Linked DNA regions of Zea mays: regions 1, 2 and 4 are each linked to region 3. Evidence: chromatin contacts called from public Hi-C data. All regions are on one chromosome and are shown on one strand. Each heading gives the region's core, a stretch centred on a gene start, on an enhancer-like site or on the middle of the called end of the contact. The rest is flanking DNA. Distances are from core to core; before and after follow the strand shown. Region 1 holds the start of LOC100286288 (transcriptional regulatory protein algP). Region 2 holds the start of LOC100272620. Region 3 holds the start of LOC542095 (isoamylase-type starch debranching enzyme ISO3). Region 4 has its middle 33 kb from the start of LOC100272620.

What was found. Hi-C and Micro-C count contacts between places; a contact is called where the count stands out from the background.
Region 1: a Hi-C map of endosperm shows a contact between it and region 3, with 4 times the contacts expected there. The contact joins the promoter of LOC100286288 here to the promoter of LOC542095 in region 3. A contact is called at or near these places in 3 of 25 Hi-C or Micro-C datasets (ear, endosperm and tassel).
Region 2: a Hi-C map of leaf shows a contact between it and region 3, with 5 times the contacts expected there. The contact joins the promoter of LOC100272620 here to the promoter of LOC542095 in region 3. A contact is called at or near these places in 3 of 25 Hi-C or Micro-C datasets (ear and leaf).
Region 4: a Hi-C map of ear shows a contact between it and region 3, with 5 times the contacts expected there. The contact joins the enhancer-like site here to the promoter of LOC542095 in region 3. A contact is called at or near these places in 7 of 25 Hi-C or Micro-C datasets (bundle sheath, ear, endosperm and 2 more).

The regions. Positions count from the first base shown.
Region 1 is chr7:134,336,802-134,339,844 of Zm-B73-REFERENCE-NAM-5.0, forward strand. LOC100286288 (transcriptional regulatory protein algP) reads right to left here and starts at 1,290. Exons shown (of 1, transcript NM_001367231.1): 1 at 510-1,290. The coding sequence starts at 1,187. The coding sequence ends at 771.
Region 2 is chr7:134,720,190-134,723,369 of Zm-B73-REFERENCE-NAM-5.0, forward strand. LOC100272620 reads left to right here and starts at 1,377. Exons shown (of 3, transcript NM_001147083.1): 1 at 1,377-1,697; 2 at 1,810-2,162; 3 at 2,275-3,180. The coding sequence starts at 1,643. The coding sequence ends at 2,652. It also overlaps the pseudogene LOC103634181.
Region 3 is chr7:134,552,789-134,555,957 of Zm-B73-REFERENCE-NAM-5.0, forward strand. It overlaps LOC542095 (isoamylase-type starch debranching enzyme ISO3), which reads right to left and starts at 1,448. Exons shown (of 24, transcript NM_001111728.2): 1 at 1,202-1,448; 2 at 1,009-1,072; 3 at 845-919; 4 at 405-562. The coding sequence starts at 1,308.
Region 4 is chr7:134,687,343-134,690,349 of Zm-B73-REFERENCE-NAM-5.0, forward strand. It overlaps the pseudogene LOC103634181. Among protein-coding and RNA genes, the nearest start is that of LOC100272620, 33 kb to the right of the region's middle. Within about 2 kb of position 1,694, at least 19 of the 20 cell types and tissues checked have an H3K27ac peak or open chromatin away from gene starts, as enhancers often do. A contact at or near this core is called in bundle sheath, ear, endosperm and 2 more, where this site is marked.

The DNA.
Region 1 (3,043 bases), core at 40-2,539, 220 kb before region 3:
CTCCCAGCCCCCACCGCCCACTGCGCCCTCGACACCTCGCCATCGGCATCAGCGGCCACCGTTCCCCGCACCCCGTGGCGATTGCTGCCAGCCTGCCACTGCCTGCAAACTCCCAGCTGGCCTCCGTCAAACGAGTCCTATACTATACTCTACCGCGCCGAAGAATATAGGGAGCGAGGGAGGGTGCGTATAATAATTGCCTCCAGACTCCAGATCCAGAGCACAGCTCTTGCGGCTGTGGCCCAGATCCACAACCTAGCTCGATCTACACGCACGCGCTCGTGAATCCTATGCATCGACACTGGATCGTGAGTGTCCTCATCCCAAGTGTGTGCTCCAAGCTCAAGATCGCACTACATCCGCAAGCTACACTAACAGTATTCAACACTAACCTGCTCAGGCTACTCTACTGTACGAGCACTCCTCAAGATCAGATCCGATCCGATCCAACAAACCAGCTAACAAAATAAAATGCAGCAGTAACCGCGGAAGATGAAGAAGACGCTGAAGGAAAATCAACAGGGTATTATACAGATGGAGGAACGGAAGCCACAACACCACCGGGCCCACCCAACCAGCCAGCCAGCCAAACCAATCTGTCCAAGCCACGATCCTACACTGTAGTAACACGAACAGATATGCCAGTCCTACTGAATCGAATGCCGAATGGAATATGGATGAAAGGGAAGAACAACAAAAAAAAAGGAATCAACGGCTCAGCACGGATAGCGATAAATTACAGCAGGGGACGGCGCAGATCTCCCGCTCTCTCAGTAGAAGGCGGCGGCGGCGGCGGCCACGGCTGCGGCGGCGGCGAACCACTTGGCGGAGGGGGAGGCGCCGGCGACGGCGGCGCTGGGGGCTGGGGGAGCCTCCGCGGAGGGCGTCGGAGCGGGGCCCTCCGTGGGCATCGGCGGGGAGCTCACGTCGGGAGTGGGAGCCTCGGCCGTGGGCGCCGGGGTGGGGGCCTCGGGCGCCGGGGCCGGGGCCTTGGGGGCGGGCGCGGGCGCCGGAGGAGGCATGGTCGGGGGCGGCACGGGCGGAGACACCGGCGCGGGGGTCGGCGGCGGCGTCGCCGGCGGGGGGGACGCCTTGGGAGCCGGCGTCGGGGTGGCGGTCGGGGCCTGCGCCGCCGCCGCGGCGAAGAGCATGGCCATGGCCACGGCTGCGAGCTGGAAGCGCGCCATTGGAGCAGAGAGAGAGAGAAGGCTGGCTTGAGCTTGTTGTGGGAGCGAGGGCCGAGGGGCGCTTCTGCTGCTGGGCTGGTGCGTGCGTGCGTACTGTGATGGTGCCGAGACAGTAGAGGCGTGGATCTTATAAAGGGGTACAAGACGAAGCGACGGTGCGTAATTACTAGTCCTACCAGGGGTTTGGTTGCTAGTTTAGTTTCCTTGAAGACCAGCCGTTGGATCGGTACGTGACGGCGATGCTAGTACATTCTGGCTAAAATCGTGTTGCGAGTATGGCTACATCTGTAACCGATTTGGCTACATCCGCATCTTTTTCGTTAAATGACAAATCGACGTGGTCGGGTTTTTCGGCAACGCGAACAGATTCCTCCTTTTGATACGCATACGCAATACGTACTACCTGCCCGTCCCAATTAACATTCGATTTAGCTCTTGTTTTTATATCTGTATTTGAATGAATGGTGATAAATCGATTAATTATTTAAAATAAATTTTAACTTAGGATAGATGTAATATTAAACTCTGCAACGGACCTATGAATCCGTGATAACTACTACTCACATATAGTGAATTTTCCCCAAATTTAGGCCTCGTCAAATAGAGTCCCATTTAGCGTTTTTTTTTCGTAATTCCTTTTCCAATTTCAGTGCGAGCTAATTGGAACTTCTCGATACAGTATTGCCAGCCATTGAGGATATGTCCCTATATATATTGTGTACAAATTATATTATAGTATTAATAAAAAAAATAAGGGAAATTTGGATCCATACCATTAAAAGATCACCACTTTAGATCCATACCATTACTATCTCACTTACATGTGGATCCACATGAGTCAATGACATGTGGGGTCCATGGTATAATATCTAAAGTTTGGATCTTTTAATGGTATAGATCCAATTGTTCCAAAAAAAATAAACATCTCTATCTCTCTGTCAAGTCTTTGTTACAGATTGAGTGGACATTTGGTGGCCACACGGTTCTTTACTGATATTTATGGCTACGAGAACGTGTTTTCTTGAGTATATAGCATAGCAGCTGGGGTGTTTTCGTGACTTGGTCCATAAGACAAATCCAGTGGTTTCCAGCCTAACCAGATCCTTTCCAAAGCTAAAGCTACGTACAATCCTACCTGCAGAATAGTCAACTCGATCGGACGTGAGGTAACTCTAGTGACTTGTCGCCTAACCAAACCCTTCCAAAAACCCCGAGTCTGGAGTTTCACTGCTTGGTGCCGCGTTCATGGAACGGCCGATCATGCAGTCCACGGCGGTTCCGGTGGCCGTCGTGGGCATCAGACTGGGCTGGGCTGTGCCCAGGTTGGAAGATTCCGGCCAGCAGTGGCTGGCGACACCGACGTACCAACCAGCAAGGCCCCACGCCCCCTCCCCTCCCGAGCGCGCGCGGACGGCGTCGGGTTCGCAACGTGACGGCCACAACAAACTCACTTGAGGAAGGACAGGTAGCCGGTAGCCCGTGTCCTCCGTCCCCATTGTTAGGATGAAGTGCGCGTCGTACAGCCTACAGTTTGCGGGCGATGATGAGAGGGCAGGACAATCACGAACCAAAAAAAAAAGATCTTTGGGAACAGCGACGTGTCGGCTTGCGCTGTGCCAACTGGTATTGCAGTAAGGATGTTTTTTTCTTTGAAGTGCATTTTTATCGTTAGTTGGTACATAGGCTGGAAGACATTCCATTTGGAGGCCGGTGGGGAGGGGGAGACCAGCTTCGCATCGATGATTATAGCCAGCGGAGTGGTTCATCAGTCACCGACGAACGATCAGGGTGGTTGTGCTGAGACAACCGCAGAATTCCATTATCCGTGAGGTAGAATGATGGCTAGCGATGACGCC
Region 2 (3,180 bases), core at 127-2,626, 170 kb after region 3:
TCCTTAGTCTACAACACTGAGCTTTTAGTTTAGTTAGTTCAGAATATTTACGGTATCTTACCAGACATCTTATATGATAGATTCTAGTCTTTTACTATGACTTAGGGGGTGTTTGTTTGGGATTATAATCTACCCAGATTATATAATCCAACAACTTTTGAACTAAGAGTTAGTTCAAAAATTATTGGATTATATAATCTGGGTAGATTATAATCCCAAACAAACACCCACTTAGACACTAGAATTTTTATTATATCTAAGTCATGTAAACATTTATAATTTTTATGATAAAATTTCAGTGGGTAAGACACAATAAGTATCCAGAGCTAACTAAATCAAAAGCTTGGCGCCATAATTACGGTGTCGCACGTCGAGCTCTAGCCCATGTCGCTAGTTACACCAATTTTTATCTTTATCGTTGGGCTAGACGCTATAAGCTACAACGCTGAGCTCAGAATTAAAAAACAAACTAGTTTATCTGGTTCAGAAATATTATAAATATGAATTCTTAAAAAAACTAAAATAATATTAAAAAACAGGCCCCGCCAACCCAGCAGGCCAGTACAGGCGCTGATCGCCTCGCGCTCACGCTGTCCCGCGCCCGCACCTGTGGCTGGGTGGGGCGCGGTTCGCTGACGCCGGCCCCGGCCGCCAGCTGCCGTGCCTGCCTGCCTGCTACCTACGCAGCCTACCTGCTTCCTCCGGCTTTGGTTCGTCGATCTGTTCAACTTGGCTTCATGGGCGTGACCTGAGCTTGACCACCGTCTCGTTTCCGTTGTAGCGTTAGGAATGGTGTCCGTTACTCGGCTAGCACCTAGCGCTAGCAATAAAAGAAAAACAGGGGTGACGGTGATGTTGGCAACTTGGTTCGAACGTGAAAGAAGAGCCAAAGTTTAAAATAAATTAGCGGACGATAAATATTTGAGAACGGAGTTAGTATTAAAGAGCCAAAGTTTTCCGTATTTTCAGAGTGGAACCACGTTGTCAGGCAATGCAGTGGGCTTGTTTCCCGGGAAAAAAGTATAGTAGAAACTACATCTTCAGCGTAAACATGAAATTAATTTTAGAAAATATACTTCCATAACTTGAAAGTTCTTAATCCTAGCAAGATTCAATTCAAGTGTCGTCCCCCTGATCGAATCCAGGCACAACTTACTCTCTCGTGTATGATTTGCTTCCTTCTGAACTGAGCCGCGAGGGATGCTTGCAAGGTTAACCATGGTTGCGGCTTGACCGCACTGCCGGCGTGACCTAACCTAACCGAGTTCCCGGACCCGAGCTCCCCGTCGCCCCCCTCTCTCTCGCTCACGCCCTTTATTAACGCACAGAGGACAGCACACTGTATTGCGGGAACTGAAAGCAAACCAAAAAAGAAAGAGAGGGGGAGAGACACAGAGGCCTCACTCCACACACTGTCTTGTCTCTCAGTCCCAGAGCTTTCTTGGATCGCGAGGAATCCACTGGAAATTTTGCAATTGTAGTAGAGAACTGTATCGTCCGACGAAGGTGCATGGTGTTGGCCATGGGTCACGGCAGGGAACAGAGACGAGCAGGTCGGCGCTCTCCCCCCAGCTCATTGATCCTGTCCTCGCTATAAGGTAGTCCTGCGGTGGCCTCCGAATTTCACTCGATCGAACACGACATGAAGCGGCCACGCGGCGCCAGTCCCCCTCTGGCTGCGATGACCAATCCGAACGGTAACTTCCAGCTTCTCCTGTTTTGTTTTTCCTGCGGGAATCCATTGTTTTTGGGGGGGTGATGTCGTGGCGGAACGCGTGCGGAAGATTGAGTCCTCTTGCGTGTTCCCAGATGATGGTTACGGCGTGGTCGGGATGGAGGCGGACGCAGACGCGGACGCGGACGAGGAGATGATGGCGTGCGGCGGCGGCGGGGAGAAGAAGCGGCGCCTGAGCTCCGAGCAGGTGCGCGCGCTGGAGCGGAGCTTCGAGGTGGAGAACAAGCTGGAGCCGGAGCGCAAGGCGCGGCTGGCGCGCGACCTCGGCCTGCAGCCGCGCCAGGTCGCCGTCTGGTTCCAGAACCGCCGCGCCCGCTGGAAGACCAAGCAGCTGGAGCGCGACTACTCCGCGCTCCGCCAGTCCTACGACGCGCTGCGGCACGACCACGACGCGCTGCGCCGCGACAAGGACGCCCTCCTCGCCGAGGTAGTTGTCGACGTTATGCCGTTATACAAGCTGCTGGACGAGCACGATGACGCGCGCAATGGCTGACCGCCGGCCTGACCCTAACTCGGTTGGCTGCCTGAATTTCTCCTAGATCAAGGAGCTCAAGGCGAAGCTCGGGGACGAGGAGGCAGCGGCGAGCTTCACGTCGGTCAAGGCGGAGCCGGCGGCCTCGGACGGGCCTCCCCCCGTAGGGGTGGGGTCGTCCGAGAGTGACTCCAGCGCGGTGCTGAACGACGCGGACCCGCCCGTGGCGGAGGCGCCGGTGCCGGAGGTACGGGGTACTCTTCTTGACGCGCCCGGCGCCGTGGCGGCGAACCATGGCGGCGTGTTCTTCCACGGGAGTTTCCTGAAGGTGGAGGAGGACGAGACGGGGCTCCTGGACGACGATGAGCCCTGCGGCGGGTTCTTCTCCGTGGAGCAGCCGCCGCCGATGGCGTGGTGGACCGAGCCCACGGAACACTGGAACTGAACCGAGGCGGAGGTAGATGCAGCGCAGCGTAGACTCGGGATCTGGGCCGAGCGGTGGAGGAATAAAGAATTCGGAGCGAGAGGCGGGGGCTTTTCTGCAAATTTTGTAAAATGGAGTTTTACGTAGCCCTCTTTCGTCAATTCTCGCGCGAATATTTTAGCAGTAGCAGTAGTCTTTAGGAACCCAGTCGAGATCAGTACCTGGTTGCGTTTGGACTCGAATGCAAAAAAAAATGCAAGAAAAAGAGATGAGACCAAACACTGATGCAGAAAGGGGAGAGAGGGACAGTGGGAAGAGGAGTGTAGAGGAAGAGCTGAGCGAGGTAGGGAGTAAAGGACAAGCTGTATGTCACTGTTAGTGGGCCCAGGGCCACGTGAAAGTCAGGCATTGTTGGCGCCCAATTGACCGCCGGACTTGTCAGTGATGCGGATCGGCGACGTGAACGTGTCTGGCCGTGCGCTCCCCCAATGGCCTCTTCCGCGGAAGCGTGGCTCTGGCTCCTTCGTCGACCTGTCGTGCGTCTCTGTA
Region 3 (3,169 bases), core at 198-2,697:
CATCCCTATATGATTCTTTTCAGTTGGTGGATGATCAGGGGTGAGGGTGACAGGGTGTTCATTGAAGCACTTCAGATTTCAGTGTGCCAAGCGCATCCCAAAACACCAAATGATGTGTGGCGGGTTGTGCAAACAGTATTGACATCTCTTTGAAACCCTGAAACAAGAGTAGCCATGGACTGACTAACCAAGGTTTAATATGCAAAGAAAGCAACCATGAAGTATGAACACATACAGTAACAGTGGTAACTAAAATTGTATGGAGAAGATTAGAATTCTAAGGTGGCAAAAAAACTACAAGCTCATATCTGAAGGGAAACAAAAGAAGTTCAGTTAACTAGCCAGCAGTTAGGTCGAATGACATGGAAAGTAACATCACAACACAGTTTGAGGGAAAATATTACCTCTCAGGAAAATTCAAGCAAAGGGTGACAGAAGAAGCATGTTGTGAGAATATTGCAAAATTTAACCCATCGTCAACTTGTGACACTCCTAGGGGGAAGGCTTTGCCTGAAGAATATTTCAAGGGCACTTCATTGCCAGATGAAGTGTGTCCCATTTCCTGTAAATACGAAATGGATAAACATCATCCCCAAAAGAACACATGACAAACAATGCACAGTAAGTTCAGATGCAAAATTCAATTTTGGAATAGCAAAATGTGTCAGGATACACTACAGCGTATAAATACAGAACACATTTGCATACAACAAAAATTTACTTGCACGGTACCAACCCATCACTTGAAACTGGCCAATGATATCAAGCAACATAATATAATGAACCAGTGGTTCAATGAAATAGTAGTGCGCTACAGGCCCTGGAGCATGGTGTGATTAGATACCTTGGTCACACTCCTCCCCGCCTTCCCGCTCTGAACTTTCGTCGTGGTACTCCGCAAGGCATCAAATCCCTGTACCTGCGCCACCACGAAATTTGCTTATATCAGATAATCCACAGATCAGCATGCCACTGAGGCACAAACCTACCAAAAATCGAGACACCTGCCTTTCCAAAATACCCTCCTCCTCCTCCACACCCTGACGCGATCCCAAGCTTAGTCTCCGCAAAACTGCACAGACTCACAGCGAGCACAGCATTCAGTGTCGAGCCAAGCCGCGCCACGAATCGAAGGAATGTAGCAGTAGCACGTCGAAATCAACCATCTGATCTGATCGAGACCCACGACAGAACCACTCACCGATTGCCGAGCCCGAGGTGGCTAGGGGGGCGCAGGAGCGCGCTGCGTCGAGTAGCTGCGGCGGCAACGGGGCGCAGCGGGGGCCGATTTGTACCGACGGAATCCATCCAAGCGTGGGACCGAGGAGTGTGATCGGACGCTGGTAAGGGAATGGGGCTAGTTTTAGGGGTGGCGGTAGGGGAGTGAGGAGCGGCGGGGAAGAGACGGAGATGCTGATCTCACCTTGGGGAGCGCGCGCGGAAGGGACGGACGGGGACTCCAGGCCTCCGGGACACGTGGTTGTCCATGCGCGGAGTTGGAGTTGGAGCAGACTCGGCCGCTCGGGAGGATAGCAAGATGGGCGGACGGCCTTTCTCTTGTGGCTCGATCGGGGCCGTCGCCTCTTTCTCATCTCCTTTATACTTTCTGTCTTCCTCGCTTAGATTTTTCTTGTTCCCAATCCCAATCCCAACTCGAGCCCCCAATGTACGCAGGATTTTTTTCTTATTTGTTATAGTTATTATGGGTTAGATTTGATATGAGTCCTTTTGATTGTCTCCATTTAAAATAAAAATAAAAATGACAGTAGTAGCGTAGAAGATAGTTAAATTTTGTGATGTTTCCTGCGTGCAACAGAATATCATAAAAATTAACTGACTCTAATGTTACATAGACCGTTTGTTTCCTAAATGTACGAATATGATGCACAAGAATGTTTAAGCAATATAATGCACAAAAAAAGTACGTAAAACTGATAAAAGATATCAACTAAAAGATAACGTAATGATAAATACCACATATAAAAATTCAATTGGCGTTTAATACCAATTTCTATGATATGTCATACCAACAAGGATATGTCTCTTGTAAGTAGGGATGACAATGGATGTGATTTATCCGCGTACCCGCGGATAAAAAAACCCGTTGAACACGGTTTTGGGTACGAGTCTGTATCCATGGATACGGATACGGATAGCATTTGATATCCGTGGATATTTTTAAAATGGATACGAAAAATCAGTATCCATACCCAAATACCCGAATATCCGTTAAAATATCCCGTACTCCCGTCCCACAAGGCCACAAGCCTAGATTCCACCGTTCCAGGCAGCGAAGCCCTCACTCGGTCGCTCTCGCTCCGGACCCACTCCATCTCTCCTCTGATCCTCTCTCACTCCTACCGCCGCCGCCCACTCCATCTCTCCTCTCCCAGACTCCGACTCCTACCGCATCCGCTATCGGGTGCTGCCACCGCGCCCGCCAGTCCGCCACCACAGTCCCTGCTATATTTGATATTTAAATCCAGCACTTTTCTTCATTTTTCCAATATATTATATTTAAAGTATATAGATACTAATGTGCATGCAACTTTATTTTAGATGCTCGTGATGGAAGATTCAATAGTGGGCAAACGGATATGATATCATATTTAAATTTGCTGGACAAATATGATATCATATTTGAATTTGCTGGATTTAAATATGTTGTATGTGTAGTGGGCAAACGGATATATCCGCGGATATCCGTTACCCGCGGGTAACGGATGTGGATACTGTTTATTATCTATAGCGGGTAACGGGTACGGGTTCGGATATCGGATATAAGTCACAGATATGGATGTCCAGAGACACTATCCATGGATAGTTTATCCGTTGCCATCCCTACTTGTAAGTGATTATCCATGCTTAGTTTCTGGACTTTATTTTCTTCAATTAGATTATTACACATATAATAAGTTTGAAAAGGGTGTTAGTGTGAAAATATTGAGCCACATAGTAACATCTACCTAAAAGTGTGCATCCAGGTTTGAAATACTTTATAGTACTTGTAGAAGACATGTTCTTAAACTTTTAAGGTCAACATATGACTTGAAAAAATAATATCACATGAAAATGAGTATTACTTTAGATGATATTTGGGGTAAAGTGGACTTTACCACATATAACATAAACCACTTGTCAACAAAAGTTATATGACATGCTCCTAACT
Region 4 (3,007 bases), core at 444-2,943, 130 kb after region 3:
GCACGATTTCCGTCTAGGGATGCTATTGGTGTGTCTAGTGTTGTGGCTGCAATGCTTGGTCTCTCGCTCCGTTCTTCTCATTCTCGGTGAGTCGGTGTGCTGTATTAGGATGATTGCTTGAATGAGAAATCAGCATGGGATACATTGGCTTGGTTTGCGGTTCTGGACTTCTGGTTGGAATGGCAGCACAACTCAATTCTTAGATGTCAAGCTGTGTTGCCAAGCTGCTTGAATCGTTCTCGTAGAGTTAGCCAGTGGCATTTTGTGTTCTTGAGGACTCCGACTTTCTGATCCACTACCTAATTGCAAGCCAAACTCGACATGTTGGAGCCTTATACTCTGCATTTCTGGCTATGCATATAACCGCCGGTGTTCCTCGTGCGCTGTCAGCACTTGCTTTGGCATTTAACACAAATCTGTTCGGTGCAATCACTCATTATAGTAGTGGGCAGGCTGCAGTATACTTTGGAGGTAATTTCTTTTTTTTCCCTCTCCCTGAAAATGCTGGCTCTTCTTCAGCTCAAATTACTAACCCTGCCGATTAAAATTTTTGGTCTCCCTCTGCAATCACACATGGGATCTGGTAGTACTAAAAATAATGAAAGGGAAAAAAAAGCACTTACCACGGATAAGATCTATTATTCTAAGTGGGCAAGCGGGCCTTCTTTTGAATATATAGATAGCCCTTCGAGATTGGTATGCTTTTTAACCTGTTACTTTTGTTCTGCAGCCGGGTATAGTTGTTGGGCAAGCGGGCTTCCAGATGTGTTTCAGGCTGGGTTTTATAACAGCCCTGATCAACACGTTAATCTGGGGAGTTGTTGGAACCATTCGGTGGAAAATTTTGGAGAAAATTCCTGGTATGCCATCAGATTTTATACTCATCCCTTGTGTGCCACTGAGTGGCATATAGGTATATTTTTTGGTGTCTATGACATGTGGGGCCAGTGGCATACAAGGAATGAGTATATTTTCCAGTGGCATACAGGGAATTGGCCCAAAATTTTGGGGCTGTACTGACGGTGTCTGACTAAATCACCAAAAAATCGTTTGGCACTCGTCGAATTGCTCCTGCTCATGGTTAGGAGGGGGCAGAGTAGCTACCGTTGCTCGCTCTGGTTAGCTTTCGCTGAGGTGGTCAGCAGTCAGCACAGTGGAGTTCTCTCAGGCAATTACGCCCCTGTTGTACAGTTCCTTTTTTTCTCTCTTCGGTTCCGTGGAAGTTGTTAGCAAATTTTCTGCAGTATGTTTCTCTTCGACGCTTATACGGTCCGCTCTGTAAAAGCTGGGCAGCTGCACTGAAGGTCTGAAGCAGCATACAACCTTGCGGCTCTCAAAACATGTTTGCTCCATTTTACAGCTTCTAACAAACTACAATTCCCAACTTACAGCTTGCAACTTAGGAGGGAAGACGGTTTCACTGGACAACAATGAGAGAAAGCAAGAGCACCGAATGGGAATGTCACACACAAACGCACACGTGACGCACCCCGGCGACGATCAACATGGATGACCCCAGGCCCGGCAACAGCATTAACGCGTCACATTGCGCCGGCCGAAAGAACCGATGGATGATTCCTTGCGTTCGCAGCAAACCCTTGACACGGCGGCGAGCGACCACCTCGGCCCGGCCCGGCCCCGTACCACCACGTCGGTGCCTACACCTGCGCCTGCGCCTGCGCGTCTGCACTGTCCGAGACGGGGACGAATGGGCCTGGTCCAGCCGGTGGACCACCTGATCATAACCAACTCAAAAGGCATGGTCCCTACGCACCCGTGTTTTTCCCCCCTCCACCCTTTTTTTTTCCCACGGACGCGACGGGTGCCGTGCCGTGCCGCGACGCCACGTACGTCCGGTCCACGCCGAACCCAGCTCCCGCTGTCTGTTGCTGGCTGGTGCGACGCGACGCCGAAATATCCTGGCCTGGCCCCGACCCGACGCATCGCGTGCGTCGTGCTCGCGCACAACTCACCCCCCATCCCGCGCCCCATGCGCACTGCAGCTGTGGTGGCCGGACGCGAGGGGCGCACGGCAGGGCACGAGACGACCGCCCACGGGGGGAATCTGTTCCATGCATGCACCAGTAGGAGAAACAGAAACTGTTTCGACGTCTCTGCAAGCAGGAGCGCGATGCTGTTGACGCCGTTGGAAAGACGACGCGCGCGACACGGCAACACAACAGAACATACTCCCGTAGCTAGCGCACGTAGTAGTAGTAGGCCGCTGCAAGATTCGATCTTTCATCGTGCTGGTTGCACGCTATCGTTGTTCGCTAGTACGTATTCCTACTACATACATAATAGCTAGCCAGCGTCGCCTAGGGCGATGCAACACCTAGTAGGTGCCTAAAAGCGTAGGCGCGGACGCGCGCGTCGAGTCGACTCGACTCGGACCTTCCACTTCCAACCAACTAAAACTCTGCGCGGTTGCGGTGCGCCCCCGGCGGGCATCAAAGAGCCTCCTTCCAAACCCATGCCCGAGCCCGACGACGACAGCCACCCGAGACTCAGAAGCACGGCACATACGATCGTGACAAGTGATGGAGAGGCAGACACGAAATCTGCTTGCCGAAAAGCCTACTAGCGGTGGCAGATAATGGGAAACCTAACACCACTCTCGAAAACATCAGAAGGAAATTACAACAAAAAAAGGAGCTTTCGCTCCCGCTCCAGCGATACACGCCGTGATCTCGACCAGAGCGCCCCCCCTTGCCCCAGTTTGACAACAGCTGCCTGCTGCTGCTAGCAACTCGTGCCGGCCTGTTCGTTTCGCAACAGTGAAAGCGTGGATGGCCGGTGCAAATGCAATGCAACTCATCACCGATCGCCACAAAAAGTCCAGGCGCTTTTGGCTCCCTGCTCTTAGTGCTCTAGTGCCCCCTCCTGCAAGGCTGCAATTTGCGATTCGCGAGCAGTGACCGTGACCGTGACCGTGACCGTGAAAACGCGCGAGCTCCCCGGCCACCGCACTGCACGGAGCACACACACAACTAGCCCGCGCCTTTGC